2 separate regions of the Triticum aestivum genome follow, and region 1 is linked to region 2. The links are chromatin contacts, called in public Hi-C maps. All regions are on one chromosome and are shown on one strand. Each heading gives the region's core, a stretch centred on a gene start, on an enhancer-like site or on the middle of the called end of the contact. The rest is flanking DNA. Distances are from core to core; before and after follow the strand shown.

Region 1 (7,532 bases), core at 1,994-4,493, 210 kb before region 2:
CAATTTGCTATCTAAAGAAGTGCTCAAACTATAATACAGAAAGGAATGAAGCTGCTAATAACCAAAAGAACTAATTTTTAAGGGGGGCTACACTATTAACCTACTAACTAGCAGCAACAATGGACTGTATGACTGTTGGAATCTCCATTGTACAGCAGGACTAAATGGCCAGGATAGAAAAACTCGGTAGTGCTTTACACATATTCTGCTTCACAGCATCAAACATGGAGAGCCAGAATCGATTTCAGTCAACTAATCATGCATTATCAATTTTATACTCTAATGTACCATTATCCATTGTCTATTTGGGAATTTACTACATAAGAGTGGTCCATGCACTCAGGCCAAGTGCATGTATACAGTACAATTATTGGTACAAACCAAAGGAATTGGTCAGATAGAAACAAAGATTTTTCAAAAAGAGCACATGCAAGTAGATGGGTGTTGGCTTGAACTTTCGCCAGGGTAGAGGCCATCTCGATCGCAGTGAACTAGATGGATAACACTGCCTTTTATACATTATATATGATCATAGGTACATGAAGGAAAAAAGTACACTGCAGACTACCTTCAAAATAATAACTCACTTACCTATGATAACAAGATATGACAGGACGGAGATGGTCAACTACTCCGGATAAGTACTGGAAAGATGCATCAACATTTTATGGAAATAGTTCAGTAATACCAAACATCAATCGACATTCTACATCATCTGATATTTTAAGCTTATTATGTAGTCAACCCAATGTTGAGAGCATCAGATCATCGTTATGTTTCATATGTAGAATGCAATCAAACCTAATTTTACTAAGTTATTAAAATAAATTTGTCTTTGGGAAATATTAAAACTACAGCTAATCACAAATACATTGTACACTAATCACAAACTGCGATTCCGGTCTCAGGCCCTGAAAAAAGTGGACGGCGCATAAACTAATTAACAATTTGCCTTAAGCTGTGTTGGGCATCCAGACTTACTACTATCTCATTTCAATAGCAGTCAACATATACCATTTGTCACTGTTAAGAAATAAAGAAATACCTTAAAGTATATTGGTTCAGTAGACAGAAAAAGGAAAATGGAGAGGGGGCACCTGAAGGTGGAAGAATGCGATGCTGAAGCGGGGTTGTGGCTGTCGAGGATGAAGACGATGCGTCAGCGTGCTCGCTTGGGGACAGCAACGACGCCTCCGGTCCGGCGCTCGGGGACGGAGATAACACCCCCAGGATCCCCACAACCACAATCTGCAAGAGCTAAGGGGAACGAGATCCACACCTTCATCGCATCAATGGAAGCCGACGGCCGTCGTGTTCGACGAGCTCGAATCCTCCCTCAGGCAGCTGACATCAGGGCCCTGCTACCCGTTGACGGCCCGGGAGATCGACGAGGCACGCGGGCAGCCAAACTATGCGCAGTCCCAGCCACGAGGTGTGTGAGGACCACGAAGTATGAGAGCAGACCGAGCGGAGCTTCGAGGTGATCCTCACATATGCGATGCGGCGGACCCAGGCTGGCTCATCCTTTTACATGGCTGGGAGCTCCCGAGAAGAAAAGAAGACTTTTTTCCCCACGGTGTTCCAAGTTCAAGAGGACTTTTTTTGGAAAGGGAGAAGACAAGAACACTCGAGAAAGGACAAAATGAAGGTTCATGTTGGTGGGAACCTGTAGCCGCACTACGATTTTTTATGTACATGTAGCCACTCCACGTGTTGATAATCTGGATAGTTGTTAGATGGAACTTTGCTTAGGTGAAAAGATTAGACAACAATGGTACTACTTACGGTGTAGTACGTGTTTAACTTAACTCAATCAAATGTCTATCAAACACCACTAAAGAAACAAATGTCTATCAAACACCACTAAAGAAACAAATGTCTATCAAACAAGAAAGTGCCACCACGAACCATTTTAGTATATAAATGTTGTACTAAAATTAAGACGCTTATTTTAGGATCGGGGGAGTATATCTAATTCAAAAAATAAAAATATGTTCAATGTCAATTGAAAAGAGAAGGTGGGACATAATTGACTAATGCTCCCTCCATTTCATAATGTAGTGCGTCCGCGCTTTTCGAGATTCAAGTTTGACCATAATTTTAACCAACGTGACCGACTGTTGCGAGAGCAAAAATTATATCATTGAATTAATTTAACCAATGTGGACGGCGGCGGGAGCAAAAATAGCAAATATACATATGGGAAATGCTACATATATAAATTGCGCCCTAGGAATAATTGTGAAAAGTTAGCATAGTATCCATAACAAGCAAGTACATGATTATATATATTTATATATCGATGGGAAAACAAAATATACCTCGAAAAAACTATGTTTAAAAAATGCCCATATGTGTGATTTGTGAATGCGGTCACATTTCATTCGATTTTTCTTTAGACCAATCAAATAATGTGTTCTACTGATAAAACTTTATAAAATTCTAGCCCGCACACCGGGCGGGCCACTTTACTAGTTGATTAAGAAGAGGGTTAGAGAGTTATTGCTCAACAAAAGAAGCACCCCACATTGCAAAAAAAAAAAAGCAACAAAGGTTTCACTCTCTAGACACTATGCTACTCAAATGTCTCGTCTCTACGGTGACCCAAAGGTTGGCCTCGTCCTCAATGAGTTCTAAGATGTGGTGAGGCGGCGTCAATTTTTTTCTAAAGACACGTACATTTCTTCTGTTCCTCGGGTCCAATTCACAAGCATGGTTAGGGAAACCATCGCCTTCCAATTTACAACTATGGTACATTTGTCAAACTAAAACGCAAACACGTGTACTTTGGCAGATAGACAGTCATCTGTGTACGTCTCCCTCGTGACGCAAGCCAGTATGTCAAATATTGTAACCCACATCTCACGGTCACGTAGGTCCTACTACGAGATTGTCCGAGCAGTGCACGTCAGCCGCGTAAATTTTCACGAGATCAGATTAACCACAGAAAACCTTATCTAGTACTCCCACCGTTCCTAAATACTTGTTTTTCTAGGCATTTCAAATGAATATCACATACGGATGTATGTAGACATATTTTAGAGTGTAGATTCACTCATTTTACTCCGTATGTAGTCACTTATTGAAATGCCTAGAAAGACAAGTATTTAGAAACGGAGGGAGTACTTGCTCGTAGTAGACTTTGACAGATGAGGTGTCCGACTGGACAGCAAAACCAGGTCAGCACTGCCAACCACCGGAAGAGCACTAGAGCAGCATGTAGCCCCTCCACCGTGCGCGTAGCAAAGTTGCTCAGACTCGACTTTCTCCTCAGTGGATAATAATCGCACACACTACTACTCATAAGCCGTGGCATTACTCGTGTCGATGACTGAGACAAGTTTCGTGCCCACTGATCCATCTATAGCTCGGTTGCTTTGGATGTCATTTTCCACGAGAGTGACGGTGCAGGAGTTTAGAGGAGCAGCGCACAGGATGACAGGAAACACTTGCCCCCGGCCGGCAGTTGACTTGACTTCACCACCGTTTGTTCCCGGTTATTTTTTTTCCCTTGGAAGTTGTTCCTCCGGGTATTAGGAAATCGGCAACCCTCAAATTTTCTCCCGCAGCGGACAGAGAAGACCAGTCCGCGGACACGGATGTGAGAGCACGCCATCCAACCATAGCCTATATATGTCCGCCAGTAAATTCAAATTCAAATGTACTTTGATCCACACAGCATGCCGGATCACACCACCGCTGAATCGCATGCCCGGTCACAACCAAAAAGAGGCAAATATGCTAAGTTTTTACATGTCTGAATCCAAAAAAATATTAGTCTATGCATTTCTGCCCTGCCGGATCGGCAATCCCAGCCAGCTGATCCCCGATCAAGGAGGTGTCGTCGCCGCCGCGTAGGCAGCATCCGCCTCCGCCGCGTCCTCATAGTCCCCCACCGCCAACACATCTTTCTACCGCTGCAACATCTGGTAGCAGAGGATTGCACGATCATTCTTGCGTCGGCATCCAAAGAGTCGACATCCAAGGTTAACATCTTGGTGTCCTCCGCATTGGCGGCGATCTTCACCCTCTTTTCCTCGAGTGCGGCCAACAACTGGAAACGGTTGCTAATACCCCGTAGGCTGAGGAGCAAAAGGAGAAATCCGCACTTCCTCTCTTCGATCATGGTCCTCCTCTCTTTGAACTTGAGCTTCTTGTTTGTCGCCTCCATTAACAGTTTGAACCGCTCTGCCTTCTGCTCCTCCTTGATCTCCGAGCACCTCACGCATGTCTCCTCCTTCTTCGCCAAGATGTCCTTGAACCTCTCTGCCAGCTTGGTCACCGCACCTTCTCGCTTCGCCCTCTCCTCCTCCCACTTCTTCCCCCGCAAGTTTCTTCTAACCTTCTTCGGCGATTCTTGGGTTGGGTCGGTAGGGTCACCGGTTTCTTCCTCATTAGCTTGGGTGGCGGTCTTGGCAATGAAATGGTTCCACTTTGGTTTCCCATTCAACTTCAACCAACAATGCATGACGGTGAAGGACTTCTTCTCCAACTTCTTGTACACCACACAAACACGAATAGGCTACAAAGTGAAACAATGTCGATAATGCATATCCGTCTAGTGAGCAACAAAACAATACATGTCCAGCTAGTGATCAGCAAAACTAAAGCATATCCGGCTAGTGATCAACTTACTTGCCCGGTGATTTGGGCACCGCTAGGCCACCGTGCGATGAGATGCTTCAAGTGTCCGCAATACTTGGACACAGCCTCTTGGATGTCGCACCATCAATGATTGAGGGACTCCCTTTCACGGTTGCAGATGACTGCGTCGGAGTAGGGCGCGAAATGCTTGTATTCATGGAACCATATGTGACTGTTCCTTCAAAAGGTTGTGCCCTTTTGCTCCGTGCCATGGACATGATCGAGGCTAGTGGCCAACCATGCATCGCACAACAGCTCATCCTCCTGCATGTTGAAACTTCCTCCTCTACCCTTCTTCTCTGCATCGCCGGTTGTATCATCCGGATCATCGTCGTCGTCGTGCTCCTACCCATCGAGTTGCTGCTCTCCGGCAGCCTGAAAGGATCGAGAAGAGGGGTATAGATGGGGGTGATTAGACCCTCAAGAAGTAAAGGTGGCAATTTTTAAGTTCTTTAAGTTGAGGTGGAGTTTTAGCACAAGTTTAAGCATTCACAATACATTTCAAGCAAGCATGCCAAGAGTATGAGCAGCGAAAAGAGTAAAGCATGCTAGTTGCAAGAAAGTAAAGGGATGGGATTGGAGTGTGCAAATGCAATGAAGACACGGATATTTTTTGCGTGGTTCCGATAGGTGGTGCTATCGTACATCCACGTTGATGGAGACTTCAACCCACGAAGGGTAACAGCTGCGTGAGTCCACGGAGGGCTCCACCCACGAAGGGTCCACGAAGAAGCAACCTTGTCTATCCCACCATGGCCATCGCCCACGAAGGACTTGCCTCACTCGGGTAGATCTTCATGAAGTAGGTGATCTCCTTGCCCTTACAAACTTCTTGGTTCAACTACACAATCTTGTCGGAGGCTCCCAAGCGACACCTAACCAATCTCCTTGCTCTTGTGATTCAAATGATAGTCTCCCCAACACTCAACTCTCTCTCTCTCTCTCTCTCTCTCTCTCTCTCTCACACACACACACACATATTTGGATATGGTGGAAAGATGATTTGAGTGGAAAGCAACTCGGGGAAGAATAGAAATCAAGAATCTTGTGGTAGGATTGGAATATCTTGATCTCAACACATGAGTAGGTGGTTCTCTCTCAGAAAATGTATGCTGGAAGTGTAGGCACATTCTGATGGCTTTCTCTCATATGGAGAAGGGGGTGGAGGGGTATATATAGCCTCCACACAAAATCCAACCGTTATACACATTTGACCCAACTCGGTCAGACCGAATAGAAGAACTCGGTGAGACCGATTTATTTCAAAATGTGAACGTTACTGGAACAACTCGGTGGGACCGATGTGCTAGGGCTTAGGGCAAACATCAACTCGGTGGAGCTGATTGCATCAACTCGGTGAGACCAAAGTGAAGCCATAAGCAAACCGAGAAAAATGTCAAGCAAACTCAGTGGGACCGATTGCTCATTTCGGTGAGACTGAAATGTTACAAAGGGAAACAGAGAGTTTGTAAGGCCATCTCGGTGAGACCGAGATCCGTATCGGTGCGACCGAACTGTTAGGGTTTCTGGCAGTGGCTATGTCATATGAACTCGGTGGCTCCGGATAGGAAGAATCGATGGGGCCAAGTTTGACTTTGGGTTTTGGACATATTTGGAAATGGGAAAGTGGTTGAGGGCTTTGGAGCAATATCACTAAGCACGTTGATCAAGCAAGCCATTAAGCAACACCTCATCCCCTTTTAATAGTATTGGCTTTCCTATGGACTCAATGTGATCTATGATCACTAAAAGTAAAATGAAGAGTCTTGAGCTTTTGCCAATGCATGTCCTAGACACCTTGAAGGGGTTCCACATCCTCTTGTCCTTTCCACGCCACAGTTGATTGTTGAACTTGTCTGAAATACGCTAGATAAAAGCATTAGTCCAACAAGAGATATGTTGACATTAATTACCAAAACCACCCAGGGAGCACTTGTGCTTTCAGGCTCCCCCTTTTTGGTAATTGATGACAACATGCATCAAAGCTTTAGGTAAATGATACAAAGAGTAATAGGTAAAGCTTTGGAGAGACATGTAACATGCATAAGCTCCCCGTACATGTATGGAATCATGTGAAGATAGAATATACTAACATGTGAATGCATTATCATGACAGAGCAAGCACAGAGTTACATGTATCTTGGCTATATGCATCAGAGCAAATGATGTGATTTGGAAATGTACCTTCATGTTTATGAATCTCTCTTGCAAACAATATGTACATCAGCAAGAGATCATCATGCACATGAGTGTGATGCATATACTGACCTTGTGGTCTTGAGCTGGCTTTGGAAAGAGTGGACTTGAGAAAACAAGGTTAGATAACACAAGAACACTCCTAGTAAAGCAATTTCAGAAAACCACAAATCACGTACTAAGTACTTCATTTAGATATAGACATGCCCCCAAAGGTCTAAAGATGTGCAATGAATTCCAAAGATTTTCTCCCCTTAGACATGGTCTCTTTCTCCCCTTGAATCTGATATTGGATAATGGGAGAAGATAGGGTGAGATAAAATCAGAGCAACAGGAATTTAATAGCGAAGGCTAAGATCAAACATTGACATGTCTTTCCCCTCTTTAAAGACATGCGACTACTCTCCTCTTTTGTCAGCAAGCATCTATTTGATAAGCCTTTGGTGTGCTCTCTCTCCCCCTTTGACATCAATTTCCAAGAAGGGCACTTCTGGAGCATGAACCAAGTAGGTGTGGTCCTTGAGAGTCATTACAAAGCAGTGGGTAGCTAATGATGTTGATAGAGGGAAGGATCATTGAGTGGAGCTGAAGAAAACATGCAATAAGAAATGACAAAACATTTTCTCAGAGTTGAAATCGGTGACTTCGAGTTGTTTTCCTTTGGTAACACCGAGATGACAGTGTCACAGCAG
Region 2 (7,050 bases), core at 3,837-6,336:
ACGAGGAGAAGTTCAAGGCGCAATATGCCGCACTCAAGGCACGTGGGGGGAAGAAAGTCGTGGAGTATATTGGGAAGGGCGAGCCGGCACGGCCGCGGGGGAAGACCAACTCCAAGAAGGAGGACAAGTGAGATGCAGCCACCAACGCCTTGATCGCAAGCGTGGACGGCATGATGAATAAGAAGGACTCAAGGGAGGAGGAGCGCCGGCGTTTCAAGGCGGAGCAAATGGATGATTTCATGGAGATCCAAAGGAGGAGGCTTGATCTGGACGCCGAGAAGCAAGCCAAGATGTTCGAGCTCGAGGCGGAGAAGCAAGCCAAGATGCTAGAGATCGAGGCCGCCAACGCAAGACCAAGGCCAAAGAAGTGGCTCTCGCGAGCATGATGACTGGTGTGGAGATCATGAAGGTGGATCTCAACACCGTGTCGCCAAGGAAGGGGTCGTGGTTCGAGAAGATGCAGGCCGACATGCTCAAGTTTGACGACGAGGGCCATCTTTTTTGTATGCCGGCAGGTGTGCCGGCATGACCACGGGAGCCGCGACGGCGTGGTCGAACTCAAGTCCCACCCTTTTTTGTGTGCTGGCATGTGTGCCGGCCGGCTGGCGAGTGCGCCAGCATGAACTGTGGTATTTTCTAAAGCCGGCATTGTATGCCGGCGCTGGCATGGTGTCGGCATGAGACATGGCCGCTGGTATGATCGGCCGCGGGCATTTTTTATTTAAAAGTTGAATGCGGACATGAAATGGGTCGGCGCGTTGGGCGCACTACCGACCCAAATGCAAAACTGGGCGGACGCCGGGTGGGCGGCCGACCCAAACGGACAAAAGGCGGACAAATGCGCCGTCCGTTTGGGTCGACCCGTTGGAGTTGCTCTCAATCCCCTGGAAAAAAACATGCATGTCAATGACGCGAAAAATCATCCAGATTCTTGCTCCAGGTCAAGTTTTTTTTTAACGAAAATGCTGATGGAACAGCTTTTCATTGATAGGGGGGGTTATAGAGAGTTAAGTTACAGCAGCTTTACATGTGCAGTCCTCCACTAGGTGGACATGCCTTCTCCGTTGCTTGAAGTAAGCTTTCCTAGTCTGGTTCTCTTGGTCTGTTGAGGAGGGAGATGGCCTTGCCCCGTCCCGCCCTTTGCCAGACCGCTGCCTCTTCAATGATCCGTTCCACCACAGTCGTCTGCGGCGATGGTTGGTTTCTGAATATCCTTGCGTTGCGTTCGTTCCATATCGACCACCAAACCAGCTGTACGAGTGCGCTCCATGGCTTCTTTGCTGATGCAGTAATGATGCCATTGGACTGCTCGATCCAAAGCACCAGGGAAGTTGTGGTGGTGGAGGGAGCGAGGCCCGGATGAAGGTTGCAGCGAGCAATGATGTCGTCCCAAATTCGGATGGAGACGGGACAGGAAGCTAGCAGGTGCACGACATCCTCCATTGGCCCATTGCATAGAGAGCAAGACGGGTTGTGAGGCCAGCCTTTCCTCGCAAGGACATCGGCCGTGTTGCAACGTCCAAGAAGAGCCAACCATGCAAACAGCTTGCATTTGCCCGATGCATCAGATTTCCAAAGGAACGCAGCCCACGATGGCCGAGTGCAGCCCTCAAACTGAATTTTGTAAGCCGATCTCGCCGTGTACACGCCGTTTGCTGTCCATTTCCACTGAACTCGATCAGGCTCTTGTGTTAAGTGTATATTTTGGATTTCCTCCCACAGTTTCAGGAACTCCCTCATCGCCTGTGCAGAGAGGTTGGCTTTGAGGTGTCGGATCCATCTGTTGTTCTCCAAGGCTTGTGCAACGGTGAGGTTTTTCCTGGTGCAATGCTGAAACAGCGCCAGGAAGGCGTCCTGGAGGTTGATGCCCTTAAACCACGGCTCCTTCCAAAAGAGAATGCGGTCACCCTTGCCCAACTGGAAGTCAATAGATGCGTTGAACAGTGATCTGACCGTAGGGTCGATAGGCAAATCCAGCCCCTGCCATGCCTTGTTGCCGTCGTTCCATGAGAGCCACAACCACCTCATCCGTAGGGCGCGACTTTGGGCTGTCAGGTTGATGACGCCGAGCCCTCCGAAATCCTTTGGCTGACAAACAGTACCCCAGTTGACCAGGCATTTTCCTCCGGCCGCCACGTCACTGCCCTCCTAGAGGAATCCACGACGAACCTTGTCGATCAGCTTAGCCAGCCAAGCAGGTAATATCAAGGCTAGCATTTGGAAGATCGGCATCGCCGAGAGCACGGTCCTGACCAGATCCAGCCGTCCATCAAGGGAAAGAAAGGCAAGCTTCCAGCCCTTCATCCTTGCAATGAGCTTGTCGCAGATCGGCTGTAGGTCATTCTTCTTCAGTTTCTTGTCCGTCAGTGGCATGCCCAGATAGGTGCAAGGAAATTCCTTGATGGGGCAGCCCAAGTCTTGAAGAAGTTCTTGGAGGTCGATCCCGTTGCAGCAGATAGTGGAGACCGAAGATTTTGCAAAATTAGTGTGCAGGCCCGTAGCTTCTCCGAAAAGCTTGAGAATTTGTGTCAGTGCAAGTACCTCCTTGCGGCATGGGTTGATGAACAAGATTGCGTCGTCTGCATACAGAGAAGTCCTGAAGGGCAGTTTTTGGTTGCCGATCGGTCCCAGAATTCCGACCCTCACCGCCTTGTCGATGAGCATAGCAAGGCAGTCCATGACCAGCACGAACAGGAGCGGTGACAGCGGGTCTCCCTGCCTTAGCCCCTTCACCAGATTGATCGGGTCAGATAGATCACCATTGACAAGGATCCTTGTCGAAGAGGAGCTGAGAAGTGCTGACAGACAGTTGGTGAATCCTCTCCCAAACCCTCTTGCAACAAGCAGCTCAAGCAGGAACTCCCATGACACAGTATCAAAGGCGCGTTGAATGTCGAGTTTGAGCATTAGCGTCGGCGTGTTGGCACGTCGGAGGGCTTTGGCCAGCCCGCTGACGTATTAGAAATTGTCATGGATGGCGCGCCCTTTGATAAACGCGTTCTGGCAGGGGCCGACGAGCTCATTCATCCGGTGTTGCAGCCTCGTGGCCATAATCTTGGTGATCAACTTGGCGAAGCTACAGACAAGACTGATCGGCCTGAAGTCTTTTGTGGCCAGGGCCTCTGCATTCTTTGGAAGGAGAATCATAGTAGCCTAGTTGAGCCGGTGGAGGTGTGCCGACGCGTTTGCTTGCACGGCCCGGACAGCCCTTGTCAGATCATCTTTGATTATGGGCCAACACCGCTTATAGAACAAACCGGTAAACCCATCGGGCCCCGGGGCACTGTATCCATCCAACTCCTTGATATTAGCCAGGATTTCTTCCTCCGTGATAGCCTCGTCCATCTCGGCAAGGTTCAGTCTTGTGTATCCTATCCTGGACAGGTTCAGCCTCCTGGAGCGGGGCTCCTTTGATCCGAAAATTGGCTCAAAAAAGGAGTGGAACGCCTTTACTTTTGCGTCTTGGTCTGTGATGATCAGCCCGTCGACCTGTAGCTTGATGATGAAGTTCTTTCTCCCTCTGGCTGATGCTTTTGCTTTGAAGAATTTTGCGCCTGCATCTCCCTCTTTTATGCCCTTCACTCTCGATTTCTCCCGCCAGATGGCTCTGTCAAGCGCTGCATATCCTAGCCGCTGCATCTTCAAGGTGGCACGGAATTGCCTCTCTGCTGCTGTTAAGGGTCTAAGATCCATGACCCGGTCAAACTGCCCAATGATCTCGCTTGTAATGGCCGCTTTCAGCTTGATGTCATTGCAGAATTGGCCTTGCCACCGTTTCAGTGCTTTAGCCGTGGCTGCAAGCCTTCCCGCAAATTGGCCGACCGGATCCCCTGACGTCGGCGCCCCATGCCAAGCACCTTGAACCACCTCATCGAAGTCGTCAAGTTTCACCCAGTGGTTCTTGAATCTGAAAGCTCTGTGCTGACGGAATGCAATCTCACAGTTGAGGAGGAGAGGACAGTGGTCTGAGATGTTTGAGGACAAGGCTTGAAGCATGCAGTTGGGCATTGTCTCCTCCCACTCTCCATTGATGAGAACTCTGTCCAGCTTCACCATCATTGCGTTTGATTGCTCGTTACTCCACGTATATCTACGGCCATGGAGATATAGATCCTTTAGTTGCAGTTCGTTGATGAAGTTTCTGAAGGCAGTGATGCAGCGTCTGTTGATCCTCGGGTTGTTCTTGTCGGCTGCTCCGGTGATGAGGTTGAAATCACCGATCAACGCAAGAGCCGTGCCATTGGGAATACTGCCCTGAATAGTGTCTTTGAGTTCATGAAGGAAGGCAAGCTTCTCCTCCCAGATCTGCGGGCCAAACACCCCAATCACACCCACTGGAGCCCCCTTGGCATCTTTCCCAACAGCCGCCATCGTGTACCCTTGAACTGCAATGGTGGCCATGGAGTAGTGGTCACCTTTCCATGCCACTACGTGTGCTTTTTGGCAGATACACACCCACCTCCCTGCGTCGCAGTATTCCCAATGGCACGGTCCTTGCGTTGTCCAAAACTTGACCTGTGTAGCCGTCTCAGCAACACACTGTGCGAAGCTTGCCTTCCTTCGTGTGGTTTCAATGCAAGGGCCGTGCCATTGGGCATACTGTCCTGAATAGTGTCTTTGAGTTCACGAAGGAAGGCAAGCTTCTCCTCCCAGATCTACACACCCACCTTCTTTGCACAGTGTATCCAAAACTTGACCTGTGTGGCCGTCTCAACAACACACTGTGCGAAGGACAAATCCACTAGGTGTGGTTTTTGGCAGATACACACCCACCTCCCTGCGTCGCCCCGCGGTACGCAGGCCAAAACGCGACGCATAACGCAATTCACGTGGCCTGTGTGGCCGTCTCAGCAGCGCACGCCACCCATGAGCCGGTGAGCGCCGCCTAATTTCTTTCGTGAGGACCAGGTTAACTACACAAACGCTCCGCATGAGTTCACCGTAGCTAACTACCAACCCGGAAACCAGGACTGCGACGCGCCAACCACCGAACAAATAACGCCGCAGTCCACTGCTCTAGCCCCTCCGTCGCGCGCGGGCGCAGCAGAGAAAAGATCCCTCCCTCGACCTTTTCGGCGCCAGTGGATAACCATCGTGCAATCCGGTAATAATTCCAGCACACTACGGCTCTCAAACTAACCTTTCCCCCCCGGTTGGTTGGTGCCTGCGGATGCCGATGACGGAGACGAGTGCGCCACCAAACTCATCCGTCCGAGCTCTCCACATCCGTCCATTGAATACTACTCCTAGTTCCGAAGCTTCGGATATCGCTTTCAGATAGAGAGCGGAGGAGGAGGGAGGGACTCAGAGGAGCAGGGCGCGAGAAATCTTTGCCGTCTGGCCCCCGCTTCCAGTGCCAAGTGCCAACTGCATTGCCTCCCGGGCTGGCGATTGACTTGACCCGCGCCACCGCTTCTCCGCTGATTATAGTTTATCTCGTCGTGCCGGGCGTACAAATCTTGGTCTCAGCTGACTCGGCCTATCCCCTCGTCCCCGCTACTCCACCGATCCTCTTCCCTCTCCCGGAGCAGTGGCCTGCGCTGCGACCTTGGACGCCGAGAGCAGGGTAAGCCCATCCCTGCGGATTGCTGATTAATTTGGGGATGCTGTTGCGCGCGAGAGAATTCCGGGTGTTCGTTTCTTGGGGTTGATTGATTCTGGTTCCGCCGCCGCACCGGCAAGTATAGTCCCGTATCTCCCCACTCCGCCTCGCCTCCGTCTTGTTTCTTTCTTGGCGAGGGTGCGGGATGAAGCCAAGTTCTCCGTGAGTCAGCCCACGAGGTGTTTGGATCTGATCGTGTGAGGCGGTTCGTCGAATGCTCCTAAGTAGTAGTAATTGGCGGTTTTTTAGATGATTATATTTGGTATTTTTGATAGGTCGTTCTCTGATCTCGTTCAGACCTTTCGATATGCCCGATGCTTGTACTACTATGTAGGAACTGGGCCTTCTGCGATTGCCAGTCTCCAGTTTGGCAATGAGGAGGAAATGTGGGGGTGGATAGGGGAGGCTGTGGCTGTTTTAGGGTGTGAAACTTGCCAGTTTTGGATTAGAAAGTCACCCCTCCCTCCTCGAATTAGGAATTCGTCAAAAAGATCACATGTAATTGATGGATGGATCATGTTCTGCAAAAAACACTAGGATTTCTTGATACATGCGTGAAAAGTATCTGCTTTGTTTCCAGCTAGCTGTGTACCCAAGTACTCACATTCTCTTCTGTTCACCAGGAAGTTCAGCCGAGTGTTGAGGAATGGGGCAAAAGGACTCCAAGCCGTCGTATAACTCTGGGAATTCAGCCAACGGGTACAACTCGAGGTATGCAAACACGCCCTCCAGTTACAGCCCGAGGTATGCCTCTTCGGCGGGTAACAACATGCAGCAGCCAGAAGCACAGGCCAGGCTGCAGAGGAAGTATTCCAGGATCGGCGATGACTACCGTTCCGTCAGTCAAGTATGTATTGATGGCCTTTTGTGCCTTAAGTTCTCTTGTTTTCCTTTCCCAATTTTTGATGCATGGTTTTCAACTTGATGTGGCTGAATGGTACTACCATTCATCTTATTCAGTCGTCTCAGGTGGATTTTGGAGTGTAAACTATCTTTGGTAGAGTTAGTTTTATCTATATGAGTATTTCAAGAAGGATAGTGCTTTAAGTATTCAGGTCGAGAAATCAAATTAAATTTTGCATCAGCAAAGGAAGTTATCTCTTGCTCGATATGAGTATTTTCTGCAATGTTGCAACCATTTAAAAAATTCAAGCCACCTGCATTAATCGTGTTCTTTTCAATTGTACTAGCTTCGGGGACATACAGTCTTGTCTTGTATAATTTGCACTTATTTTCGGCAGTGAATGCATTTTTCATGGGCCTTCTTCTTCTACAATGTTACTTACAAGTGTGCAATTACTTACAAATATGAGAAGCCGTACGATAGTGTATACAGATTTTGGTTCTCTTCTAAGTCCTAGCCTGTCATATTCTCAGCATTAATTTGACTGGCATGGCGATTTAATGATATGGTACTGTCCAAGTGTACTTTGTCTGACATTCTATCA

Evidence for each region. Hi-C and Micro-C count contacts between places; a contact is called where the count stands out from the background.
Region 1: a Hi-C map of leaf shows a contact between it and region 2, with 7 times the contacts expected there. The contact joins the enhancer-like site here to the promoter of LOC123165513 in region 2. A contact is called at or near these places in 3 of 5 Hi-C or Micro-C datasets (all in leaf) and 1 of 1 datasets of contacts at active chromatin or transcription factors (leaf).

The regions. Positions count from the first base shown.
Region 1 is chr7D:490,931,587-490,939,118 of IWGSC CS RefSeq v2.1, reverse strand. No RefSeq gene overlaps it. Among protein-coding and RNA genes, the nearest start is that of LOC123166401, 100 kb to the right of the region's middle. Within about 2 kb of position 3,243, at least 2 of the 8 cell types and tissues checked have an H3K27ac peak or open chromatin away from gene starts, as enhancers often do. A contact at or near this core is called in leaf, where this site is marked.
Region 2 is chr7D:490,727,330-490,734,379 of IWGSC CS RefSeq v2.1, reverse strand. LOC123165513 (E3 ubiquitin-protein ligase RGLG5) reads left to right here and starts at 5,086. Exons shown (of 12, transcript XM_044583174.1): 1 at 5,086-5,104; 2 at 6,226-6,449. The coding sequence starts at 6,249.